Regions from separate parts of the Sus scrofa genome. Here region 1 is linked to region 2. Evidence: chromatin contacts called from public HiChIP or PLAC-seq data. All regions are on one chromosome and are shown on one strand. Each heading gives the region's core, a stretch centred on a gene start, on an enhancer-like site or on the middle of the called end of the contact. The rest is flanking DNA. Distances are from core to core; before and after follow the strand shown. Region 1 overlaps BICC1 (protein bicaudal C homolog 1). Region 2 overlaps BICC1 (protein bicaudal C homolog 1).

The links. HiChIP or PLAC-seq counts read pairs in DNA pulled down with a chosen protein or histone mark.
Region 1: a contact with region 2 is called in an H3K27ac HiChIP or PLAC-seq map of skeletal muscle, with 2.7 times the contacts expected there. The contact joins two enhancer-like sites. A contact is called at or near these places in 1 of 47 Hi-C or Micro-C datasets (heart right ventricle) and 1 of 2 datasets of contacts at active chromatin or transcription factors (skeletal muscle).

The regions. Positions count from the first base shown.
Region 1 is chr14:62,040,853-62,046,487 of Sscrofa11.1, forward strand. All of the region lies in intron 3 of BICC1 (protein bicaudal C homolog 1), which reads left to right. Among named protein-coding and RNA genes, the nearest start is that of BICC1, 250 kb to the left of the region's middle. Within about 2 kb of position 3,284, at least 12 of the 83 cell types and tissues checked have an H3K27ac peak or open chromatin away from gene starts, as enhancers often do. A contact at or near this core is called in skeletal muscle, where this site is marked.
Region 2 is chr14:61,869,917-61,876,341 of Sscrofa11.1, forward strand. The region is part of intron 1 of BICC1 (protein bicaudal C homolog 1); the gene reads left to right. Among named protein-coding and RNA genes, the nearest start is that of BICC1, 80 kb to the left of the region's middle. Within about 2 kb of position 4,200, at least 15 of the 83 cell types and tissues checked have an H3K27ac peak or open chromatin away from gene starts, as enhancers often do. A contact at or near this core is called in skeletal muscle, where this site is marked.

The DNA of each region.
Region 1 (5,635 bases), core at 2,034-4,533, 170 kb after region 2:
TGAATCTACTATAAATGGTACAGTTGCCAAAGTGCTGATCACAACCATTTCCTAATGTCTCTCCTGTGGTAATTTTCACTGGTGTCAGCCTAATGAACTATCAAATTTGAGATGTTATTGGTAAATATTTGCAATAAAAATAGAGATATCAAAAATAACTATGTCAACTGTAGATTTCCTTAAAATGTAACTCTTGCTTTAATAGGACCTGGGGATATATTTTTTATTCATGAAGTAACATGGTTAGTAGGAACTATTTCATCTTTTTCTTTTTTTGGGTGCGGCGGAGGGGAGCTGTATGTGTATTTGTATGTGTATGCATGCCCATGTGTGTTAGGGATGCAATATTTATCAGTTAAAGTGTGAAATATGTCATTATTAGAGCAAGCACATCAGTACTGCTAGAAAAATACAGGCCCAGGAACTAATAGAGCCCCAGGTATAACTGGGACAAACTGTTAGAATGCATACTCTGCTTACATTTTCATTTTTCTTTTTCTTTTTTGCTGTTTAGGGCTGCACCCACAGCATATGGAAGTTCCCGGGCTAGGAGTCGAATTAGAGCTACAGCTGGCGGCCTATACCACAGCCACAGCAACTCGAGATCTGAGCCATGTCTACGAGCTACATCACAGCTCATGGCAATGCTGGATCCCCGACTCATTGAGCTAGGCCAGGGATTGGACCTGTATCCTCATGGATACTAGTCAGATTCATTTCTGCTTTGCCACAATGGGAACTCCTTAATTTTCCTTTATTAAACCATGAATACTTCAAGTTTTGTTTCTAAGAGGCAATTAAATTTGATTTATTTTTAAAGTGCCTGAAACCTTCATCCATTCACACCTAGATTTGGAACCCAAAATCCACAGGCTCAGTATTTTTAGGTGATCTGATTCATGTGGGAATTGAGACTGAACATGTAGCATGCCAACAGGGTGCATTTATTTTTTTCCTGAAAATCAAGTAAAGAGAAGGTGTTAAAATGGAAGCAAGCCTCCCTGTCTGTTACAAACTGCTCTGCAGTATGCTTTACTGTGATTTAACATGAGCAGTTAAACTGCAGTTTTGCTTATCTTTAAATGCAGAATTGAGTGTTGTGTGCATTTTTTTCTTTTATACCTCTTCAGGTAAGGAGGGAAATGGCCAGGCACCCCCCCCCCCCCCGCCAAAAAAAAAAAAAATCCCAGTTTGGTGTAATTATAGTTTAGAATTACAGGCATTTCTCAATTGCACAATTAAGTCTGAAATAGTTCACCTGAGGCATGGGTAGCCAACTGTGTGGCAGTTGGGCTTTGTGGACTTGTTGGTTTAAACATATAAACAAACCTAAGTTGTTGTTATCAGAGTTGGATTCATGGCATTGTCACTATATTGTTATGTAGTTTTCTTATACCTGGAAGTGTCTGGGGCCAGAGTTTGAATATCTGCCTACAAAAGAAGTCAGTAGATGGACCTTGATTCGGTCCCATAAGCACAGGGTTCAGGACTTGTCAGCTGTCCTGGTGTCCATTCGAGGCCAGCTCCACCCTGACAGCCCCTGGACCCTGAACCAGGTCTCAACAAGAATGATGAGAGAGGAGCTTTCCTCCAACACCATTACCTCACTTGGCTACAGGGCCACCATCTGTCTCATGTCACTTCTTCCTAAATCTTTCTCTGATGCTCAGATCTGCCATTGAACATTTTAGAGATGCTGTTGACTGTAGAAGTAGTTTTGATTATTTTCAAGAACACATTTGTTCTCTGTGTTAGGAAACATTTTCAAAAGCGTAGTGTGGGCATCCTTGTGTTACTTTGGGGGTGGAGGTGGGTGTTGGGTTGCCCACCATAGATCAGACACTTGCAGTCATGGCTGCAAAGAATGGAAAGCTCGGTCGGTCAGCAGGAGTTTCCAAAAGCAGACCTTATTGTTTCCTGGAGGTCAGCAGCCCAGGGCCAGTTTCACTGACTGATGACGTTCATGGCCAGGGACCCAAGTGTTTGCGTGCTCTTTGTCACATGTTGGTCTTTGTCATGCTTGTCATGTGTGGCCACTCAGGGGTCAGGAGGCAGAGGAGGAGGAAGGCCTGAGTGGTGTCCCTCACGTTTTCCTCTGCAACTTAGACGGCCTCTGCTGATCTCCCATCAGATCAGTGGCTGAGTTATCTTAATTTTATTTTTTTTATTCGATTTTACCTTTCAGGTGTAGATCTTTATCTATCTGGGATGTGTTTTAGTATATGACGTGAGGTAGGGATCACATTTATTTCTGTAAAAGGAGCCAGATTTCTTAGCAGCCATTTCTAGGCAGTCTGTCCTTCCCTACTGATTTGTGATGTCATTTCTCTAGTTGACCGAGTTGATGTGTACACACACACACACACACACACACTCTCTCTCTCTCACTCTTCCTCCTTTATATTTTCCTGGAACTTGTTCTTTTTATCTCTAGGTATCTTCATATATGGCAGGCATGTTAACATGTCCTTTCCATTTTCTATTCTGTTCTAATGTTTTCTTTTTTCCTCTTTCTTACTTTCCCCATCCTAACATTGAACAGTGTGGCAGAGAAGGTGTCCTGCATACTCACTGGGTGTTAGAACTTATTAATTTTTGTGTTTGTTTCATTGATCACCACATTAAAAAGCAACCTTGAGGTATTAGGTGTAAAAGCAGCCTAGATTCAACAATACCCTAAAAACAGCAATATGAAAATCATAATTATCTACCGTCCACCACAGAAGTTTGAGGTTTGGCTTTGCCTTTTTTTATTTTTATTTTTATTTTTACTGCCAGATGGAGCAAAGTGGATGCCTAAGACTTTAACATAGTCCTGAACAGTGTTGCCTCTTCCTTACTCTTGTCTCCTCACATCCTTTACCTGACAGAAAATAATTAGTGTTTTGGGAATTTAGAGAGAATGACTTTATGAAGAAGCTTTTCTTTCCTTGTATTCTGAGAAGAAAGTGACTTTTTTGATTTTCTTGACTAGTCCTTGAAAGACTCTGAATAAATCTAGTAAATTCCCTCAGCAAACAAACTGGATAATCCTGAGGTGGGGAACTGCAGAAACCAGTCCCAGAGGATTAAAGCACCTTTGGTTGCAGGTTGTTGTAAATAACAACAAACCCTGCAGCTGTTTTCACATAGGCGGTTCCTCTTGGAGAGAAGTGTAGAGTCCCTTGGAGTTCTGTTCTGATTTCTGCCTAACTTGCCAAAGGTTGGCAACCTCTACTCAGTTGACGTCCCACACTGTAGGGAGCATCTCATCTGTGTCTGGAATGGGTGGTCCCCCGGGTGTGGCTGGGAAATTTTCCTGCTCTGGCCTGTACCTTCTGTTTCCTACTGTACCTGCTTTTAACGTCTGTGGGTGTGTGTCTGCTTGAACTCTAATTTCCAAGTTGAAATTTTTTACCTTCCAAATAACTGAGAGGAAAAAAAGAGGAAGCCCGAAAAGGGCCTTACTTTGGATGTGAAAATGCTTTTCTTGTAGCAGATCGAAATTGCAAGTGGGTCCCCTGCAGTCCTGAGGTTTATGGCTTGCAATTCCAGACGAATTACAGTATGTATTGCAGTCATTGTATTTTAGGTTACATCTGCTTTCTCTTAAAGTTCCTTGGTAAACTGAAACTGTGAGGCAGTGGAAGCCTGACTCCGAAAATTTTGAAAGGCAACTGTGTCCAGATCACAAGATTTTTTCTTTGTTTTTGTTTTCGTGGAGGAATTATTCTGGGGTTTGGTGACTATTTATTTAAACCAAGTACAAATGCAGGGAGCTAAATGGACAGCCTTATGAACTTTTTTTTTTTTTCAACTGCCAGGGCCTACATTTTAATGTCTACCCTGCTTTTGATCTCTAGCTCTTTTGTGTTTGGTCATCTTGGGGAAAGAGCGAGATGAGAGCATTTGTCCTCAGATTATACTCAGCCTTACAGTAGCCTCCGAGCTCCATGGCCTAGAAGTCAGTGGGGCTGTCAAGTTAAAAACTGAGAGAAGCTGGTTCCTTGCTGGACAGCTGAGACTCTTCATGTGACTTTGGTTTACTTTTGGTTGGGCTTCACATTACAGTACATTCGGTGAATTATTTCTTGGGTTCTGACAACCCTGCACCACTTCCTCTGTGTTAGGGATTTTCCATCTGAGGCCTTCAGGAAAAATTGCCCAGAGTTTGTGGAGACCCACAATTTTAAATAGACAAATGAAGACACACCTTAGGTTTGAATGGGTGTTTTTCAGTTATATTCCTGGATTATATATGTATTTTTTTCCCTTAAAATTTTTTTTCCCCTTTGTGATGTATTAAATGACATTTTGGAAGGGTGTCTTTAAATTGAGTTTTGGATTATGTTTCTAGATCAACTCTACTTGGTCAAGATTATTATCTTTTTACGTATTGTTGGATTCAGCTTGCTGATTTTTTTGGTTAAGAATTTTGCATCTGTATTCATGAAGTTTAGTTTTCTCTGATTTCTTTTGCGTGTAATGCCTTTAATGTCAAAGTTATGCTGTACCAGTCAATTGAGTTAGGAATTACTCCCTCCTCTCTATCGTTGTAAAAGGTTTATGGTTTGTATTTCTTCCAAATAGGATTGAAGAAATTCAAACATCTGGTCCTCGAATTTTCTTTGTGGAGAGGTATTTGAATATGAATTAAATATCTTTAATAGATACATTAAATAAATAATAAATAAATAAGTAGTGTTTGGGGGGAGCTCCCTGGTGGCTCAGTGGGGTGAGGATCCCTCATTGTCATTGTTGTGGCTTGCGTTGCTGCTGTGGTACTGGTTTGATCCCTGGCCCTGGAATTTCTGCCTGCCTTGGGTGCAGCCAAAAGCAATAAAAATAAATTGAGTCTTGGGCAAACCTTTGCAGTGGCAGTCAAGTCTGCATTGGACTCTGGTTTCCGGCAGCAGCATCCCTGCGCAGGGGCACCTCTGTCCCCAACAACCTGAGAGCCGCCCCAGTAAGCACAGCCACTGCCTGGCGATGAGGTCACCTTGCCCTTCTGCTGTCTCCTCCATGAGGTGAGCTCACTCTCCCTGTCGGTGCTCATGCACCCTCTGTCTGCATTTGCCCACCTTTGCTTTTGCCATTTTCCTCTCCATCTGTTCCCCTCACGTTTCCTTATACCTTTGCTTCTCACCCTCCGAAGGTCGGGCTTCCCCTTGTTCCATTTCCACTTGGATCTTGAAGGCTTACATCTTTTCCTTTGACAAACATTCTTTTTTTTTCTTATGTGACCTGTTCCAGCATCATCAAGCTGGAGACCTTTTTTTTTTCCCTCCCATTTCCCTTTCATAGTGTAGAAACCAGTAGCTCTTCTCCCTTCAAGATCAGTTGGAAAGGCTTCTTTTTGCTTTTCTGCTGTTCGCTAGTCCTTAGTGGACTGGACTCCTTGCTGCCTAGAAACCACAAGCATTCCTGTGTGAAATGAAACTTGTTATTGTGAGAGTGTGTGTGTGGGTAGGAGAGGGGGGCCTAGTGATATTTAGAGTCTGTGGCCTCTACCTCCCACAGGGTTTTCGTTAACATTTTGTTGATTTTAAGCTGTTCCTATAATTAGGACTAGTTTCCCGAGTTTACCTCTGGAAAACTAGGTTCCTTTCCTAGCAGGACGCCCCAGGACCCTCCCTGTTTCTTTGCTTCCTCTTGC
Region 2 (6,425 bases), core at 2,950-5,449:
TCCTGAAGTCCTTGTATGAGACGTTCACTCAAGCCAGAGGGAAGTCATACAAGCAGCATGATGTGACTTCTGGTCAACCCTTGCATTGGAACTCATAAGCCTAGATGCCAATCCAGAGGGGTTGGGCCACTGGAGTCTCTCAGTTCATGTGCCCTGTTTGGTCAAGGGCTGGAGTACCCCGTAGTCTTTCGTCAGTACACATTTTAAAAACATTGCTATTTCACCCATGAAAATAACTTTTAACACTCATTTTGCTAATTAACAAAGCCTCTGGTATTTATGAAAGAGAAAGAAAAATAAAATTCAGACATCTACTGGCTGACCTTGGGGTGTATCCTTCTTTTTTTTTTTTTAAACAAGTCTTCTTTGGAAAAATTATTTATTTAAAGATATAGTATTTCAGTTTTTGCAAGAAAAATTTTCTTTTTTTTTTTGTTTTCATTAACCTTAAGGCTTTGTTTCTCTTTTTTGAATGTTTTGCTTTTTTAAATTTAATTTTATTAGCATATAGTTGATTTACAATGTTGTTTTAGTTTCAGGTGTATAGCAAAGTGAATCTGTCATACATATAAATATGTCCATTCATTTTTCCTATATAGGTTATTACTATTGAGTAGATTTTCCTGAGCTATGCAATAGGTTCTCGCCAATCATCTGTTTTCTACAGCAGTGTGTATTCATTATTCACACTCTTCGAATTCTTCCTTCCCCCCAACAGTTTCTATGGTAAACATAAGGTTGGTTTTGAAGTCTCTTTGTTTCTGTTTTATAAATAAGTTCTTTTGAATCTTTTTTTTGTTAGGTTCCACATGTAAGTGATCTTATATGATATTTGGAGTGAGTCCTTCTGCGTGGACTCTTGCAGAAGCTAAGCAAGCATGCCGGGAGTGTTCTCAGCCAGAGTAACCAGCCATTCTTGGGGTGTGGGTCAGAACCAGCCAACATGCATTGGATCACATGAGCTGTGCTGAAATCTTTAAAATATTGCTACAGACAATACAATAGGAGGATGTTTTGTCATTATTCTTGTATGTGAGAACCAGGTTGGGAGATGCATTTGGACCTACAAATGTTGAAATATAAAGAACATTTTTGTGGTTGATGGGAGAAATGGGAAACACATTTGATGTTAAGAAGGGCTTGGAAAACCTGGACACGTGGTTGCCAGAGAACAGGGCTTTTCAGGTCCGGTCCCCCCCGCCCCCGCCCCGGGCAGAGGCAACTTAGAAGTGAGCTAAAAACACAGAAAATAGTCTAATAAACTTCTTTTTTGCATAAAGCAGAAATGCATACTAAAGTAAGGTATATTTACAAATAACGGAGTTGATGTATGTCTGGCTCACATATTAAAATGTACACAATCCTTTCACTTTCAGCAACAGTTTTTAAACATTTGGTCTCATGACCCTTTTAGATTTAAAAAAGTATTTAGGACCCCAAAAGAGATGTCATTCATATAGGTTATAACTCTTGATACTCTCTATTAGAAATGAACATTCAAGAGTTCCCTCATGGCCTTGTGAGTTAAGGCTCTGGTATTGTCTCTGCTGTGGCTCAGGTTCGACCCCTGGCCCTGGAACTTCTGCATTCTAGGGGGCATAGCCCCCCCCCCCAATAACATTGAGAAATTTTAATGTATTTGTCAGTGCATTGAAACTTAACTCTAAAGCCATTGCATGTTAATTCAAAATTTTTTTTCCATGAAAAATTCTTAGTTTCAAAATAAGGCTTTTGGTGAGATGGGTGATATTGTTTTATATTTTTGCAAATCTCTTTCAAATCTCATGTACTGGAAGCCAACCAAATTCTCATGCCTGTGTCTGCATTCAGTCTGTTGCACTATTACTCTTTATGTAGCCTCTGAAAAATTTTATTGTACACTTGTGAGGAAATAAGAATGAAAAAGGCAGAGACTGACTTATTATTATGAGCACAGTTATGATCCCTGTACCCTCAGAAAGGATGTCAAGAATCCCCAAGGGTCCTGGACAACACTGGGAGAACTTTTGCTCCGTAGTTTCGGCACATGCCCACTATTTGATGTGGTCCTTCCGCTAGTTCTGAGAAGTGAGTTGTATCTTTATCTTATTCGGAGGAAATCTGAGATTCCTACCCTTGAGTACACAGAATTGTGCCAGTTCCACAGCTGCTAGTGCAGCCTGTTTTAATTTTTTTGGCCGCACTCAGGGCATACAGAAGTTCCTGGGTCAGGGATCAGACCCAAGCCACAGCAGCAACAGTGCCGGATCCTTAACCCACTAAGCCATTGGGAACTCCCAGTTTTTTAAATGAGGATTTTCTGATGGTTCTGCTTGTGTGATAGTGATTTTTCAACATGTGCCTTTGTTTACCATCACTGTGTTGACTTCCTAATCAAAACTGAGATTCCAGGGAGAGGGACACATTCACCACTACTGAGGAAACCTCACCATGAGAGATTTATTGTTTGCAGAGAGTTGCTGCTTTGGGTGATTTTCCAAACATTCGTATATCAAGTTTTCACTAATATTTTGATGTTTGATGAGCGTATAAGAATAAGTAGTACTATTTACTGTGGGTTTTTTTTTTTTTGTATATGCTTTATTTAAATAGGTTATTTCAGGAAGGTCAAAATAAATTTTCTCACCTTACGTGGCTTATATTTCACACCTTAGACAGGAAAGTGGATTTGGCAGAGTGTCATTGAGCCCCCGAATTAACTATATTTATCCTCTCTACAAACTTGTGCCCTCGCGGAGGTCAGAGGAAGTCTCTTTCCCCAGTCTTTCAGGCACAAATCTATTGTGGAGGAGTTTGATTTGAAATTTTAAAGTTACAGTGGACTGCTACTTATTGTTCCTTGTACTTTTCCTTTAATAGTCAATGAAAATGAATTATGAGAAAAATGAAAATTATCAGTAAAAGCAGCAAAGATGAGCCCCATTTTTATTTATTTTTTATTTTTTTATTTTTTTTTTTTTTTTCTTTTTTTTTTGTTGTTGTTGTTGCTATTTCTTGGGCCGCTCCCGCGGCACATGGAGGTTCCCAGGCTAGGGGTTGAATCGGAGCTGTAGCCACCGGCCTACACCAGAGCCACAGCAACGAGGGATCCAAGCCGTGCCTGCAACCTACACCACAGCTCACGGCAACGCCGGATCGTTAACCCACTGAGCAAGGGCAGGGACCGAACCCGCAACCTCATGGTTCCTAGTCGGATTCGTTAAGCACTGCGCCACGACGGGAACTCCCCATTTTTATTTTTTAATTTCATATACATATGGCTACTCTTTCAAGTTGCTGTAAAAATTTCCAAATGCTTACCCTCACTTCTGTATGATTTGACGTCCCCTCCCTGCTGTCAGGGAGCAGACCACATTTCAAGTAGCACCCTTGCTGTCCATCATAACCTCTGTAACTTCTCATGTAGCCCAAACCCAGATTTTAGTCATTTTATATCCTGCCTTCCATCCTTAACCTCAGTTTAATTAGAGAATTCTCCTAGGTTCGTCTCTGCCTTCTCAGATAATATTTAAATAGTGCTGTACCTTAGAAACTTATGTTACAAAAGTAAGGCATGTATATACAAAGTATAATATTCAAAAGGGATCACTACCATTCCAAAAATACATTCACACATAAATTCAAGTAACATCATTCAGTGCCCTGTTTTCTCACTTAACAAGATAGCAGCACTGAGTTTGTGGGGGCAGGGGCGCAGGGGAGAGAAAGCAAAGTTTTTCCCAGATGGCCTGCGTTAAGGGAAGGAATGAGTGGTTGCTTTTTTTCTTGACGGGGTTCTTAGGTAGTCATTTTATTGAAGACTTGTAAGTGAGGGGAGGACAGTTACAGCTGGTCAGAGGGGGCAGCTGCTAAGAAACAGAGAGACCACAGGATCCAGAAGGTCGGCCAGGGCCAGAGGAGGCTCTAGCAGATAGAGAAAGCTGCTTCTCTATGATGAGATGAGGTTGGTATCCAAGCTGCCCAGCTGTCAGCTGGAGCTGACATTGCCACGGTCAGCACTGGGATTTCTCTGGGCACTGACCATTTATTGGGTGCCAGGCAGGGGCCGGTTCCTTTTCATGTAACCTCGCTTAATCCTCAAGACAGACCCAAGGAGGAGGACAAGAGGTAAGTTTTGTTCAAGGGCACGGAGCTAGTAAGTAGAGAGGCTGGGATGGGAATCCATGCCTCTCGCTCCTTCCACATAAGCTACAAATTGAAAAGATCAGGAGTTGAGGCTGCCGTGGGCCCACGTGAGGGCTGTTGTATGTGGGGACTTACTCGCTCCAGGAGAGCTAGCTTCCTACCAGCACTTCTCCAGATAAAGAAGATGGACGATGAAGTGTCTTGTTTCCAGAAACATTTTTAAGGAAATCAGAGAGAGGCCAAAAGGGACTTAAGTTTCTCCAGAGAGGAAGTTGAGAAACTCAAGGATAGCAAACCACTAATGCCAGATGTTATTTATCCAAAGGTTTTTGGCTACATTGCAGTGCTTTCTGGATCTCTGCTAGTTCCCTGCAATCTTTCTGAAGCCGCTTTGAGTTTTAAAAATATACGTACCTGAATTTGAAACCATGGACATCGAATCCCAAATATGCTCTTAAAACCCTAAATTCTTTGTAATAACAATGGTGGAAGCACAGAAGGAATCTCTCCAAATGATTATTTGAAGTATTACTGTGTTCCAAGTGGAAAAAATATTTCTGAACTGGCAACTATTTCAGCTAGAGTAAGTAAACTGTGTTTTCGCTTTAAAAAAAAAATCACATTTAGTGCTCTTACTGTATATACATGGAATGTTTCCTACTTAAAATTTTAATTATTCCTTGATGGAAGGCTAAAAGGAGGTTTTCACTGCAGCTGTCTTTGACTTTTCTATCTAAATGATAGCAGAAGCTTTTATATTTAGTCATAGGGCAAAAAAGAAGTTACATATTCCCCTGTAGTGGGTGTGGAGAGGTGGATGTGAGGGTTAGTGCAACTAAAATGTTTCTGATAAAAAGGACTGTTGATTTGTGACCTCAGTTTCCTAATTATCCTTCTTTTCCTGTGTGACATTTTCAGTTACATTCCAATGTTAACATCTTTACTTTTGATCATTTTTCCCTTTTCATTTAGAGAGTGTTTTCAAGTTATTATTTCTTGTGAGACTCTAGTAAAAGAATCTCTTCTAATTGTTGCTTTTTCTTTTTCTTTTGTCTTTTTGCCATTTCTTGGGCTGCTTCCTGCAGCATATGGAGGTTCCCAGGCTAGGGGTCAAATTGGAGCCGTAGCCACCAGCCTATGCCAGAGCCACAGCAACTCGGGATCTGAGTCGTGTCTGCAACCTACACCACAGCTCATGGCAACACTGGATCCTTAACCCACTGAGCAAGGCCAGGGATCAAACCCGCAACCTCATGGTTGCTAGTTGGATTTGTTAACCACTGCGCCATGACGGGAACTCCAGCTTTTTATTTTTCTACCAGAACATTCTGCAATCTGCCTTTCTGTTCCCCAACACAGACATACCCCTAGGTCCTGGGCTAGGGCCCACCTTGTATTCCAGTACCCCTCCCTAATTGATAGGATACTTGGAAGTGTTATTCAGCTCAATCTGTTTTTCTTCTTAATAAGGAGTGATTCAGAAATTTTCTCTTTGATGCTGGCTATTGAAAAGGTGCCTAAAATAATAGTCCACATTCCTGCCTCAGTAAGTGCAGTAGAAATGATTGTCTCCTGATGGCAGAAAACTTGGTTGTGTTGGAGAGCCTTTTCCAGATAGTGCTTCTTCTTAAATGTGGGGCCAGTGGAGCTTGAAAAGGAGTGGAAAGAAACAGCTTCTGGAACAACTGCCAGAGAGGCCAGGGACCTGGTTGCTGTGTCCCCCCAACTCAGCATCAGAAAAGCTCAGAATCCATGCCTGAGCCATGCTCCCCTCCCCACAGTGTGTGGAATAGTCACATGTGTGCACGGTTGTCTCAGGGTGTCTCTCCCAGAGAGCTCACACCCACTCTTCTCCTGTACATGAGAAGGAGGGGAGGCCTACCTTGATGGTGCCTTTGAAGATATTGAATGGCCAGGAAGTGGCTATTTTGAGCTAATCCTCACGATATGTACATGTCTTATGAGTTGATTCCTCATGAAAGTTCCGGCTGATGAGGCCCTGCTGGGGTGGGCAGAGCTTCCCTCATCCTGTACCACTGGTGGCCACCTATGTGTTACATGCCATCATGCCTCTGGCTTCCTGGGAACTTCCTGCACAGCTGGTTTGAAAGGAAGCCTAGCAGGTGGCTATGGTGGGGATACAGGAGGAAAGATGCTTAGACCTGACTCTCAGGTTTAGCTGGGGTGGTCTCACACCCATGACAAAAGGAGGACTCTCCTTGCTAAAGGGATGTGTGTGCGGCATTCAGGGCTGGGAGATATCAAAACCTTCGCCATTCCTGTAGCAGTGGTCATTTCCG